Regions from separate parts of the Triticum aestivum genome. Here region 1 is linked to region 2. A link is a contact called in public Hi-C data. All regions are on one chromosome and are shown on one strand. Each heading gives the region's core, a stretch centred on a gene start, on an enhancer-like site or on the middle of the called end of the contact. The rest is flanking DNA. Distances are from core to core; before and after follow the strand shown.

The links. A called contact is a pair of places that touch in the nucleus more often than the background predicts.
Region 1: a contact with region 2 is called in a Hi-C map of leaf, with 4 times the contacts expected there. The contact joins the promoter of LOC123080624 here to the promoter of LOC123080619 in region 2. A contact is called at or near these places in 2 of 5 Hi-C or Micro-C datasets (both in leaf).

What each region holds. Positions count from the first base shown.
Region 1 is chr3D:577,846,116-577,853,462 of IWGSC CS RefSeq v2.1, reverse strand. It overlaps LOC123080624 (disease resistance protein RGA5), which reads right to left and starts at 2,245. Exons shown (of 5, transcript XM_044503554.1): 1 at 1,284-2,245; 2 at 1-893. The coding sequence starts at 2,110.
Region 2 is chr3D:577,455,220-577,462,349 of IWGSC CS RefSeq v2.1, reverse strand. It overlaps LOC123080619 (probable glycerol-3-phosphate dehydrogenase [NAD(+)] 1, cytosolic), which reads left to right and starts at 2,418. Exons shown (of 6, transcript XM_044503552.1): 1 at 2,418-2,691; 2 at 2,817-3,630; 3 at 4,650-4,871; 4 at 5,414-5,661; 5 at 5,914-6,053; 6 at 6,521-6,919. The coding sequence starts at 2,994. The coding sequence ends at 6,644.

The sequences.
Region 1 (7,347 bases), core at 996-3,495, 390 kb before region 2:
AAATATCCAACACTTTCCCAACAACATCACTTGTGAAAATGGTAAGAGATCTCATATGTTCCATCCTAGTGGTATCCACATCTATCTTGGTATTTTGAATGGACAATCTGCGAACCTTGATCTCTGAGTTAGGTATTTTTCTTCTGGTGTCATCTAGTATTGTGACAAAGTTTTCTTCACTTGATAATGAGCATATAAGGTCAAGCACCATGTCATGTACACGGCAACCTTCTACATTTCCTTCAACATTAATGCCTATTGGCTGGATCATACTTCTATTTACTAGCTCATTGAAGTAGCTATTACCGAGCTCATATAAGCTAGTTTCTTCTTTATCACTGTAAACAAGACCTTCGGATATCCATCTCCATATCAGTCTATCTCTCATAATCTTGTGGTCTTCTGGGAAGATGCTAAGATATAATAAACAAGGTTTCAGATATGAGGGTAGATCATAATAGCTGAATAATAATATCTTTTTCATCTCCTCCAAACTTTGATCTTCTGTCAATCCACGACCAATGGAATTAAGCAAGGTATACCATTGGTCCTTTTTTTTAATCTGATGATTATTAGCCAGAAGACTTGCTATAGAAATAATAGCTAATGGTATGCCACCACATTTCTTCAAAATGTCTTTGGATACTTGCACCAACTCTTGGGGACACCCTTCCTCATGAGAAAATACTCTTTTATAGAAGAGTGTTCTTGATACATCATCAGAAAGGGGTTCCATCCTATAAATATCACCCTCAGAAGAGCAACATGCTTCAGAGACACTAACATTGCGGGTTGTCGTGATTAGTCGGCTTCCAGGGCTCTTCTTGGAGAAAGCGCACTTGATTGATTTCCACACTTCTTTATCCCATATGTCATCGATTACGATGAGATACCTTTATGAATGCATTTAATAATTAGTTAACAAATCAATACAATGAAGATAACAAAATAATATATTATTATATTACTTTGGATAAATTAGTTCTAAGCAAACTCGACCAAATTGCATAATTAGAGAATTGTATTACCCCCCCCCCCCCCCACTCACACACACATAATTGAGATCGTCGACCTAGAATATATATTTTTAATTACCTTAAAAATATGCACTCACTAATTATTACATTATATGATTTATATAATAACTATAGAAATTTACATGAAAAGTATAAATTAACAATATGCTATCAAGATGCATATGCACTAGTATTAAACGATGTCACTATTTTACTAGATGAAATGGTAATCGGTGTGTATAAGAGGAAAAAAGCATACGTACATACCTCTTGTCATTAAGGTATTCAATTATATCGTCTATGAGATACTTTTCGTCCCTCGCTGCATTATGTATGTTTTCGTACTTGACCTTGTCAAGTCCATAGAGAATATCCTTCAAAACCTTTTTCATTTTAGGGTTTTGCGAAACCGAGACAAAAGCAACACGATCAAATTTCGCTTTGATCTCGTCGTATGCTGCTTTGGCAAGAGTCGTCTTGCCTAACCCACCAAATCCAACAATAGATATCGTCTTCAACGGATGCTTCGACCAATCATCACCTTCAGTCAACATTTTGATCAACTTGTCCCGTGTTTCTTTAATGCCGACGAGCTCTGTCACATCTGTGTACAAGGCCATCATGCGAGGGTCAACACTAGTATTAGCACTAGTGTCCCGCATCTCTTGCTCGTACCTTTGACGCAGCTCGGCCAACTGCTTCGCTTGAAGAACAACTTCTTCAAGAGCATCGGAGATCCGATGGAGATCCTTGCCATTCTTGAATAATCTTTTGACCTTCTTGAGTATCTTCTTGACTCTGTTCTTCGGGTTGGTGGACTCGCCGCCATCCCCCACACGCATCATGAAAGCATCAACGATGTCCTCCATTTGGTAGGACAACTCCTTGACATTTCCTGCCCAGATCTTGACCCCCTCGTCAAGCTGGTCTGCCGGCTCTTTCGACACCTTGTTGAGAACATCCTGCATCAATTTCAGCTCTGTTATGAGAGATTCGATGCCCTTTCTCACTTGTTTCTCCAGGGTGATCTCGCCGATGAGCAGCTCGCCAAGCTTCGGGAGGAGAGGGCCGATAGCCCCCATGGCAATCTCCATAGCTAGATCTCTCTCTTTCTCTACTTGCGAGATTGCGGTGGTGTGGGGAGGAAGAAGCTGGTATCTCCGTGCTGCTCTATGAAGGCCTCTACTCGTGGTGTGTTGGCTCGTTGCTGGGTGGTTGAGATTAATGATGGTTCGCTGGGTGTAAGGAAGAGATAAATGTAGCGAGCAGTACAAGACTTCAATTTGGCCACCAACCGGACCGAGACATAACCGGCATGGTCATGTGCAGCTGCAGCCTGTGGGCTTCTGCACTATGCTGCCGCATACAGCGGGGTCCCAGCTTCAATACTACGGTACCACTTGGTAGTACGAGCCAGACTGGCCACTGTTGGACAACTGCATTAGGTCTTAAAGCTGAGCATGGTACGTACCAATGTCAAGAGCGTTCACATCATGATCAAGCAAAGAAGAGATTCCTGCTCGAGGCAACTGTCTGCTAAATTGCAGCTCGAGTTAAATGGATCACACACATACAAACTAAAATTAAACCTCAAAAGAGGCATGCCTTGTTACGGAGACATACTACATGCGAAGAAAATTGTAACATTGACTAGGTACATACGCCCATTGAGTTTTCTTATTTCCGAATTGTAAGACTGGTTCCAGAATGGCGTGGAATGTTTACTGAGGCAAAAATGGTATCTGTCTCACATTTCTCAAACGTGAGTTACTATAACTTGTACTATACTAGCAAAAATGTCCGTGCGTTGCAACGGGGAAAATAATAAAAATACTCCCCTAGCCTAATGGCTCAAAACTATATTTTGCTGCTTCACTAAAAAACGCTCCATGTGTGTGTGTCACCGAGGCATTCCTCGAAGTGTTAGTCATCTAATATATTTGCCGACAATCTTAAACATGCAAAATCAATGTATGAAGTGCTACACTTCAATTTTAAAGAAATTGAGCTATTGACCTCAAAGAAGTTGATTTGTGTTGGTGTCGATTATAGTGTATTTTTCTCTGAAACATGTTCATCCCTTCAGAAATAGATCAACATAAGGAAAAGAAGATAAGCTATATTCAAAGAGAACTGTTTATAAATGAAATGTTCATTGTAAGTTTGTCAAGAATTGATTAATTTAAATATATAATGTATTTTATATTCACAAATGACCAATTTACCTCGGCCGCTGATGTAGAGCTCTATGGAGTGTATTTGTCATGGATGCATAATGCATTCTAAATCTCCTCTCTCCTTTTTTACCTTCTTAGCATGATCTTGCTTACCTAGGTTGTGCTTGAGCGGGCAACTTGTTATATTTGCTTTCGGATTGCAGCTGGACCGGTTGTCCCAGGTCCCAGCCTCCCAGGGGAGGTTGTTGTCCATGACGTCGTTGCCATGGAAGAGAAAAAAAACTTATAAAACCGGGTCTCTTTCTGTATAACATGGGACCCTATGTAAAAGAGGACATGTGTTTAGCACCAATATCAAAGCACTTTCTTTCCGGGCTAATTGTTATTATGTTTAATGTTTTTTGTACTTCTGACGGATCTTTATAATAGGTCTATCATCCTTTTCGCAAAAAAAATCCAGGTCGGCGATGGCCGTCGCGTTCCTAGCCTTCTCTCCAACCTCATGATCTCATCGTCTCCATATAGGAGGTCGGCTGATTAATTCACGGCGGACGCATTGGGTCCGCTAATGACTAATTTGCTTCTACATGTTCTTTTTAGGAGAATTTTCTTCTAATTTTTTTAGGGTTAGAAGAATTTGCTTCTACATGTATCCGTTCATGGTTTGCTGCTGGCTAGCTAACGTTCGATGCAAAAAAATGCAGAAAAAATCAAATGGCCAGATGGTTGTCTAAATGGGCCATGCAACCAGCTATTGGGCCCCATCGAGCACCAAGCATGAACCGATCGAGCAGCCAGCGAACACAGCGAGCGACACACGCGAGACGCCGCGAGCCCTAGCTAGCAGTGCGGCAGTGGAAATCGAGCAAGCGGCCGCAGTGGCAAGGCGGCGAACCAATGGAGGACAGACAGTACGATGTACGCAGCCGTGGCGGGAGTGCAGAGGCCCCAAACAAATGGGCCAATAGCTCCTGTGCGACATTTTTCATGCGAATTGAAAGGAGGGCGACGTTGTTGGAATGAATGGCTGTGATGCGACGTTTTAGAAGCAAACAATAGCTCCAATGCGACATGGCTCTGTTTAACCATGAAATGAAAAACACGAGGGGTTAGCGATTCGAGTTATGACACGCGGGACCTAGCAGTTACTCGCATGAGGGTGGGACCCACAACTTATCCACGCAAGCATGCCCGTGCTCATCAGCGTGCCCCGACCCGAGCCAGCCACGAGCCCGAGCCAGCCCCGCCCCCCCCCCCCCCCCCCCCCCCCGCGCCCTCCATTGCTTGCCCTGCCCCTTTCCTTTCCCACCTCCTTCTTCCTCTGCTCCGGCAACGAAGCACGCCGCCGGCGAGTGATGTCTAGCTCGACTTCGGCCTCCCGCCAATCATGGACGCAGTACGGTCCACTGCCGTTGACAAGATGCCCCGATTGCCCGCGCATGGAGCCTCTGAAGCGTTTGACTTGTGTGAGGGAAGAAAATGGCAACCGTGGGCGCGAGTTTGTGAAATGCTTGAGCAAGCCACAGCCGGGGCAGGTTAGATCTGTGTTCTTGACCAATCCTATGGTCTAATTTCTCCCGATTTCTTTCTTTTTTCCTCGAATTAGGGCGGTGGATCTGGGTGGTGGATCTAGGATTCATGCGCCGCCGGCCCCCTGTTTTTCAGGTTCCGCAGAAATGTGGGCATTTTGAGTGGCTCGATGACTATGTTGAAAAGTTGAAATTGGAGGGATCAACCCGAACCCAAGAGCTCAATTTTGGGGGGCGGCTTGCCGTGGAACAAGCCCCCAATTTGGCGGACAGAGCCGATCCGATGATGCACAGTGCAGAACTGAAGTGTGAATTAAAGAAAATTGGCAAGCAACTAAAGCATCTGATCGATTTGAAGCAGCAAGCAAATATGATGGCTGGAGCATTTTATGGTTGTGTCATTGCTATGGGTTTATTTTACTTGATGTTCATCAATCGCTAGAATTTGTTAGAGTTTCAGTTAGTGTGTCAGCTAGTTTCAGGGGTGCCCAGTAGTTTGAGTTAGCCAGGGATCATTTGTTAGATGAATTTGAATTTGTGTGAAGCAAAACTTGCTTGAATTATTGTAATGTTATTCTCAGGGGCCCTATTCAGTGTTCATGCTCTGTTTCCTCTGTTTTTGTTCTTCAGTTAACAGAGTACACACCCAAATTCAGTTTCTAGTAAAAAACAAAACTGGGCTGCCGAATAGATGTTGGGCCGTGAGAAAATGGGCCCTGAGAAAATAACCATGCCCAAGACCAACCCACCCGCGTAGGGGCACCAGCCCACCTCTAACTTCGGCAAATAAAATGGGGCCCAATAAAATGTTACTTGTTTTTTACTTTGGCCTTTTTCTTGCACTAAATTTTGTGATGGATCATTTTTTGATGCACTAAAACTAAATGTTAATTGTTTTTATGCATGTCTATGAACTAAATGAGTTGCATGCTTGCATGAAGTGCCCGCAGTAAATTAGTTTGCATTTCCTAGTTGCATGTCCATAGTGGGTTTGCATGGGGCTCCTAGTTGCATGTCCATGGTTTGGCCAATATTTTGAAGATGGTGTGTGTGGTGATTGGGGTGTAGCAACCCGGGCCCGTAGCAACCCATAGCAATACACGAATAATAAGCAAGAACAACCCATAGCAATCCACAAATAATAGCACGAAACACACAATATATATAGTAGCATAACGATTATATAGAAGCATAATGATTGCAACCCATAGTTCCACGATAGCCTTACAACTCCATGATAGCCTTACAACTTAAAGTACTAAAAAAACTTAATAATAGTAGCATAACAATTACAACTTAAAAAAACTAATCCAATAGATCTATAGCAAGCTAGATAGATCGGGGGCACCAAACGCGGGTTCTTCTTCGGGTTCTTCTTCTCCTCCTCCTCCGGGGCCACCTCGCTCCTCCGGGCGCCGCCCTTCACTCCTCCCCGTTGTTGATGGGGTACGGGAGCGTGTGCATAACACCGTTGTTGGGGAAGATGCCGTTGAAGTCGGTGAAGATATTGTAGGTGGTGAAAGCTATGAACTCACAACCAACCCAATACGCTCGCCCGAGGAGATGGAAAGCATCGAAAGGGTTAGTGAACGTGGCAAGGAGCCCAACCACAACGCCGTTGTGGTTGACCTCCTTAAGATGGTACATCCGAGGAGAGCCGCGGGGGAGGTGGTGGAAGCCGGCCGCAAGGAAGAACTCCGTTAACTCCCTTGCGCCCCTCCACCTTGAGATCGCCCAAACCCTAAGGGTTCTCTCTACATACACTCCGGCCGGGTAGAGCCTTTCCGGCACGGTTGGGGGGAAGCGGTAGGTGGGGGCGTTGTACTGCATGGTGGCGGGGTGGCTCGAGAGCTCAATCGGGTTTGATGGAGAAGAAGGAAGAAGGAGGGCAGAGGAGGCAGAGGATGGGGTGTGGATGAGGAGGGAGAGGAAGACGATAGTGCCCGGCTTAAATAGCCCAAGTGCGACGTGGTTTCACCCCGTAGAATTAATGGGCGGGCGGCGTTTGGTGGCGCCCCATGAAAGTGTGTACACGAGCGTGGGAAACGGGCTACGATCCTTCTGTGCCACCGATCGCGGGTCAAGGGGGACGGGCTCACGCACGCGTCTGTGCCGTCGTGGGTCAAGGGGACACGCCTGCCCCAGGTTCTCTGTGTGTGCTGCCCGTGCATTCATGCCGTAGCCCATTCATTTGCCCATCTTGCTAGGGCCTGGCTAGAGGACAACGTTCGGTCGATGGGAGACGTGACAATAATGGACGCCTTCATTTGCCCATCTTGTAACGGGCAGCACGCCGTTTGAACTGCATCGATACCCCATGCCAGTATTGCGTCCTCAAAGAGGAGCACGCCATGTACAGCACGCCATGCAACGTTGGCTTTTTGGTTGTCTTCATCGGGCTGCTGCATTGTGGCCGGGTGCATGCCTTGATGCGACGCTGCATCGGTTCTAATGGTAGGCATGCGACAGCTTACTGCGTCGATAGGGGTGGCGGAGCAAGGCTACGTCGAGGGCATGCATGCAACGCACGGGCGCGGTTCTGCGGGTGGGCATGCATGCTGCGGGTAGGCACGGGCACGCATGCAACGATGGAAAGGGCACTGCGTAGGCTTGGTCCATGCACCA
Region 2 (7,130 bases), core at 1,169-3,668:
TTAGAGTGTTGCGTGTGGATGATGCTGGAGCTTTCTTTATTGTGACTTGCCATTTATTTTTATCTGTTTGGCTGGTTCTTTGGGTAGTTGCGAACTTGCCACAGGTAGCTAGATTACAGGATTACCACACTAGTGCCAATCAAAAAAGAGGCACGTGGCCTTTCTCTGATCTTACTGTTTTTCGGGGTCAGTTTGAATTTGATCCATCGCAATCACTTTTTATCACTATCTTTTTGAAATCCCAGATTCAGATTTTATCACTATCTTTTTTATGAAATTCTGGGTTCAGATAATATAGTTTGTGGCAGAATCACCTTCTTTCCTAGAGAGAAGAAGTACCACTTGTGCCACTATACCATCGAATAGAGCCTAGCCAGTCTCAATGGATCGGAGTCCATAACAAGACACCATTGAACCCACACCAAGAGAAGTTCTGGCCCAGTTTTGCAACTCTGTTCTTCTAAAAAAAAGGTAAAAAAAATCTACATCACCAATCTCCACTTGTGCATACAATCTTTCCTTACTTACACCACTCCAGCCCTTTCTTATATGAAGAACGTTATCTACTTATATATACCATTTCATCGTCACTGGAATAAATTTATCCCATACAAAAGAAAAAATAGAACAAATAATATGGTTTCATTTTGTTTCAATATATTGATAGCACTACCTTATGACATCACATGTTTCGTAGTCAGTAAGAATATCAATAAAGCGAGAGAAGAATATGAATGGAATATACAAAAACACATGGAAATATGAGATATCAGGAGTAGTGGTGGAATTGCTTTTCATTCCAACACAGGACGAGGCCAAACTGCCTAATCTTGAATGGCGAGAGACGCTGGAGCTTCCTTTATTTCAATTTGTCATCTATTTGTATACATCTGGCTGGTCCAGTCTTTTTAATACACGCAATCTCGGGCATGGTAGTATTTTTTAACGGGGCATAACCGCTTTCCATTGACTGAATAACGGAAATACAGGCATCTGAACCAGAAAGAGTTTCAAGGGATGGAGAAGGGGAAAGTGAGTTTAGCATCGTCGGGAAACCCACCGCAGGTGCTCGCCGTCGAAATACCCACTATGAGACGAAAACCAGGCAACACTCAAAAACTAGCCCAACCGAAGGAGTTTAATGCTCACGCATGAGCCAAAAGTTTAACACCCACAAAGGAGCAAACAAGGTAGCAACCAAAAGATGAGACTAGGCATGAAGAAACTGCAGGCCGACACATAGATGGAAAGCTTCTCTTTCAACTTGTGGCCGAGTCGTCATGAATGATAGCACAAATCCGCATCATGTTGGTCGCACTTTTTCTGAGCATCATCGTACCCAGCCTCATTGCACCTTCATCTTCATTTTTCAGCAAACCTATCCAATAATTCAGAAACACACAAGAGGAAAACATCACTTCAAAAGGTGATCTTGAATGTTAAAACTCAAAGGTCACACGGTTGCTGCAGTTCCCGGTCGCCCGGACCAAAAGTATAGAACTTAGTACCAGGTGGCAGAAACATATAACACCAAGAATAAAACCGCCACAAATTATTGGGACAAAGATCGGTTCCAAACACCGAGCCAACAGTACGCCAAGCAACTCTCGCAACTGGGCAGAAGAAGAAAATGTGCTGAGAAGTTTCCCTCTCGTTGCACTCGGCATGGTAGCTAGACTACCGACCCTAGCTAGAAACTAAATTCATGGAGCAAATCTATGTTTGGGCACGAAAACTTTCAATCCCGGACACATCGAGCTAGTCTTTTTTTATTTGGGCACGAATTGGTTTCAGTTACAACACATCACAACAAATTTTATTGTTATTTTCTGTTTTTTAGTATTGTGTTCAAATCCTTGTGTTAGAATCACTTTTTTTTTAGAATCAGAATCACTTTTCTTGAGAGGGGGATACATGAGGGAGGGGCAACATCACTTTCGGTTGCATCATGGGCTATAGAAGTTGTACGACCTGATCATATTTCCCTTTACGAGCCGGGCTTGAAGAAGCCTGAACACTTAGACTACAAGGCCGGGCCTGATTCGAAGTCTAGATGTCCCTCTTCTCAAGCCATAGCCCAGCCTGAAAACAAGCCCAAAATCCCGGCCCAAACAATGTTCTTTTTACTGCCATGAAGCCCAACGGCCCGGCCCGAAATGTTGAGAAAGTGAAGCCCAGACTGACTGAATGCACTTTTGGACTGCAAATCAGCCCCTTAACACCCAGCCGAAACACCCCTAAAAAACCCAGCCCAAACGGCAAGCATGGCCTGGTATTTTTGGGCCAGGCTCGGGCCGGGTCGCGGGCCGGGCGGCCGGCCCATGATTAGTTTAGTTGTACGTGCCGTTTACCGGAGTTGATTTTTTTTCTGTGCGAACACTAAGTCGTCGTCTCCCCCGGGACAGAGGAGCACGGGCAGCTCGGGAAGCAGCGGCGACACCGTTGCGCCCCGCCTCCCCCACTCATTAATGGCGGCCACTGCATGGTTGGCTGCGGCACCCATCCCCTCCATCAATGCCGCCACCCACCTCCCCCGTCTACTAAACGCCAGCCAACCCAAGCTTCCGTCCATCCACCCAACCCCACCTCCACCTCATCACTTATCCATCCGTCCATCCCGCCACCTCACCGCGGCGCCGGCTGCCTCCCGCCCGGCCAGCTCCGCCCCCGGGGTCCTCGAGCTGGAGGTGGGTGAGCACATAAACGCCCCCGTCCGGCCTGCTCTGCTCCCTTCGATCCGCTTACTTATTCTTGCGCCGGGGTGCAGTGCTCCAACGTCTTGCGTTTGATTACTGTTCCACCTTCTGTGAGTGTAGGTGGTGGTGGATAACCAGCTCCTGGAACTTTCTCGGGGGACTGGAGTGTTTAGGTCCGAGGTTGGTGAGCGAACTCGCGACCCTGGGCGCGCGCTTAAGGTGTTCGATCGATTGCCGACCAGAGCACACGCACCTTTCAGCCATTTCTGATCTGCCGGATTGGGTTACAAGGGCGAGATGGTCGGGAGCGTGCACGTCAACGGAGCGGTGAACGGCGCCAACGGCACCGAGGAGCGGCTGGACGAGCTGCGCCGGCTGCTCGGCAAGTCCGACGGCGACCTGCTCAAGATCGTCAGCATCGGCGCCGGCGCCTGGGGCAGCGTCTTCGCCGCTCTGCTGCAGGATGCCTACGGCCACTTCAGGGAGAAGGTGCAGATACGGGTGTGGCGCCGGCAGGGGCGGGCGGTGGACCGGTCCACCGCCGAGCATCTGTTCGACGTGATCAACTCGAGGGAGGACGTGCTGAGGCGTCTCATCCGCCGCTGCGCCTACCTCAAGTACGTCGAGGCGCGGCTGGGAGACCGGACCTTGTACGCCGATGAGATCTTGAGGGATGGGTTCTGTTTGAACATGGTCGACACGCCCCTCTGCCCGTTGAAGGTGGTCACCAACCTGCAGGAAGCTGTCTGGGATGCTGACATTGTGGTCAATGGGCTGCCGTCCACTGAGACGAGGGAGGTGTTCGAGGAGCTCAGCAAGTATTGGAAGGAGCGGATCAGCGTTCCGGTCATCATTTCCCTTGCAAAGGGGATAGAAGCCTCCTTGGACCCAATTCCTCGTATCATCACGCCTACACAAATGATCAGTTCCGCAGGTAAGCATGTATCTTGCTTTGTGTTTGTTGGTCACATATATTCTCATCTATATTGATGTGTGCAATCATTTGGTATCCATGAGGGAGAGAAAGTGCATCAGTTATTTTCTACTGCAGTGATTGCAACTCACTGTTTGATGAGAGGGAAATATAGAGAACTTTCTGGAGACCAACTTTTGAGTGAAAGCTTTATGAAAGAATACGTCTGATCAAAGCAAAAACATGCTTAAGACTTGAGATTCTGCTGTAGTCTTTTGGTCTGCAGTTCATGGCAATCATTTCAGCACATGAGATTCTTCTGTAGTCTTTTGGTCTGATTAGTTGTCAATTTACAGTTGGAAAAAACAAATACATATTTAGTACTTTTCTGTTGCCATGACCTGCATAATTATTGCACTTAGCATAGTGACTTTGACACTTTGTAGATATGCACCAACCTTCAGTTTACCCAATCACATCAGCCTATTGCATTTGAAGTTTGCTTGTATGAAAACAGATGTTGACTTTTCCTGTTGATTTATTATTTGTCAGATTTTATCTTTTTGCTACTCACCTGGGATGGATTTGATGTCCAACTTGATTTTATACAGAAGTAGCGTAAACTGTACATCTAGGATTTGGAGTCAGTTTTCATGTTAAGCATGAGTATGCTACAAAGAGTGATTTCATAGCGTATGCTATATGTTCTGATTTCATCGAAAGACGTTTTGATCTTGACATGCACTGTTGGACTCATGTACTTAATTTATGACAGTTAGCATAGTGACCCCTTGGGTATACATCACCTACCATTTCTTATACTCAATCACATCAAGTACCCTGTTCGATTTGAAGAGCTAACGCCAAAGCACTATACGCCATGATAATGACATGATGCACATCTTCTGACTTGGCCGACAGATGTTTTAATGTTGACAAGTACCCATCTGGCTCACATAATTAAACTTTATTGCCTGAGTTCAGTACTTGCCTTATATATCTAAATTACTCGAAATCTGATATTTTAAAATGAATTGCAGCTGGCGTTCCAACTGAGAATATACTCTATCTTGGAGGACCAAACATTGCCTCGGAAATTTATAACAAAGAATATGCAAATGCTCGAATCTGCGGATCCACCAAGTGGAGGAAAACTCTCGCCAAGTTTTTGAGGCAACCACATTTCATTGTTTGGGATAACAGTGACATTGTCACTCATGAGGTTATGGGCGGACTGAAGAACGTATATGCTATTGGTGCTGGTAAGCGTCTTTTTGTCTTCTTCGAATATTAGAATTTAGCTCACCGAAATAGGGACATTAATATATTGTCATTATATTTGTTAATTTATGCTTTTACGGTCCTACCTTGTATGGCATTTAATTATTGAAGAAGGCACAGATATGTGTGAGTTTACTTGATCTGTTTAATGATCAACATGATCTGTTGTCGCAGTAGTGTATGGACAGGCTAACTTGAAATCACAGGAAGCAACCTCGTTTGTAAAGTAAAAAAAGTAGAGTGATCATTAATTCACAGGATATTCACAAGAAGGGATATATATATCCTTCCATTTTATGTACAAAAAGTATATGTCCTGATATTATACAGAAAGAACATCTAAGCGGAGAAGCTTCATGGCAATTTAAACACTTGTTTCGCTATTATTCTAGGATACCCACTGGTGTTTAGTTATTTGCCTTTTCTTGCCTTAAAAGAAGTGTTTGCTTTCTTTCTCGGCAAGGTATTTGCTACTATGTGCTATGTTCCCAGCTCAAGCAGAACCTTCTCTTCTCTGTTTCAGGAATGGTGGCAGCTTTAACAAACGAGAGTGCAACAAGCAAATCAGTGTATTTTGCTCACTGCACGTCAGAAATGATATTCATTACCCATCTACTGACAGAACAGCCAGAGAAACTTGCCGGCCCTCTGCTGGCTGACACTTACGTAACTCTCCTGAAAGGGCGCAATGCATGGTACGGGCAAATGCTAGCGAAGGGAGAACTCAGGCTCGATATGGGTGACAGTATCAAGGGAAAGGGGATGATTCAGGTTCTGTCATAGCAGTGTTCTTTTCTTTTCTTCCAGAAGTTTCTCTGATTGCTGAGCATGTCTGAATAATAATATCGAAAAGTAAAACCTAGAAAAGATATTAAACCTTCGGGATATTCTTACTATGTAGTTATTTTGATAATCCCTGTCATCTATAATGGTTCCCATTTTGCTTGTGAGTTGTTGGTTCGCTTTAGCGTTTTGCATGGCATGCACTAACTGAGTATAAACTCTGTGTATTTCATTGGACAGGGTATTTCTGCTGTTGGTGCGTTTTTTGAGCTGCTCAGTCAACCCAGCTTAAGTGTGCTACACCCAGAGGAAAACAAGCAAGTTGCTCCTGCTGAACTGTGCCCGATTCTGAAGAGGCTTTATAGAATTCTGATAAAAAGGTCTGTGATATCTGTATTACCATTCTGCATATGGCTTGCTCTGCTTATTTGAACTATGTACAGAGTGCTTTAACAGCTTGAGGAGCATAGTTAAACCGTAAATTCTGCCCCTTCTCGCCTGTCTGGTCCATTGCCGCTTCTAGTCGTCACTTGCCAGCATAACTCAGTGTAGGTCCACCAGTTTATGAGCATAGAGCCGACGATGCATACTTGCAGGAAGTAGACTGTAAATCAAATCAAAACTTGTTTGCCCATTTGAGGCCATGCTTTTCCCTTTGCTTACAGGCAAATATACTCTGTTTTATCATTACATTTTTACTCTGGTTTTCCATGAGAAAATTTATCAAACCATCACACTGAACAGTAACAAGACAAGATCAACCATCAGTTTCTACCAAGCAACCTTTGAGCCAACTGATCTGAATCAGGATTCTGTCTTACGCAACTCTTATATTTGGAATCTGCAGGGAGCTCCCAGTGGGAGACATCCTCCAAGCCCTGAGGGACGAAACCATGAACGACCCTCGTGAGAGGATCGAGATGGCGCAGAGCCACACATTCTACCGCCCGTCTCTCCTTGGGAAGCCGTGACCTCGGTTGCCCCGTGTACATGATTAGAATGTAAACAAAAGGCTTGGATTAGCTCCAACCCTGTCATGCTTCACATCATTATCGGTTGAGCAAAGGCGTCTCCGGGTTTCTGCTGGCTTCTGTGTTTGGATCCCAGGCCCCAGCGGCCATAGTTTGTGGGGGTCGTTAGACTGTCATGTTGTACAAGAGAGTATTGATCGAGTGAATAATATGTTGCTACTTGGACAATAAACATGAGGCGTAAGGGAGACACAGGTTATTTGTGTGTGTTTTAACCATAGTTTTAAATAGCCGGCTATAGCTCCGCTTTCAGCAGGGTGCCGCTAAATGGTTGCTATCACAAATAGCCCGCTATAGCTGATTTGGAGACCCGCCGCTATTTTCCATAGCACGCTATTTAAAACATTGGTTTTAACCCATGCTGCTAAATATTTCTTTTCGACGAAATGAGATGCAAATGGTAGTGAGATTCGGCGACCCATATTC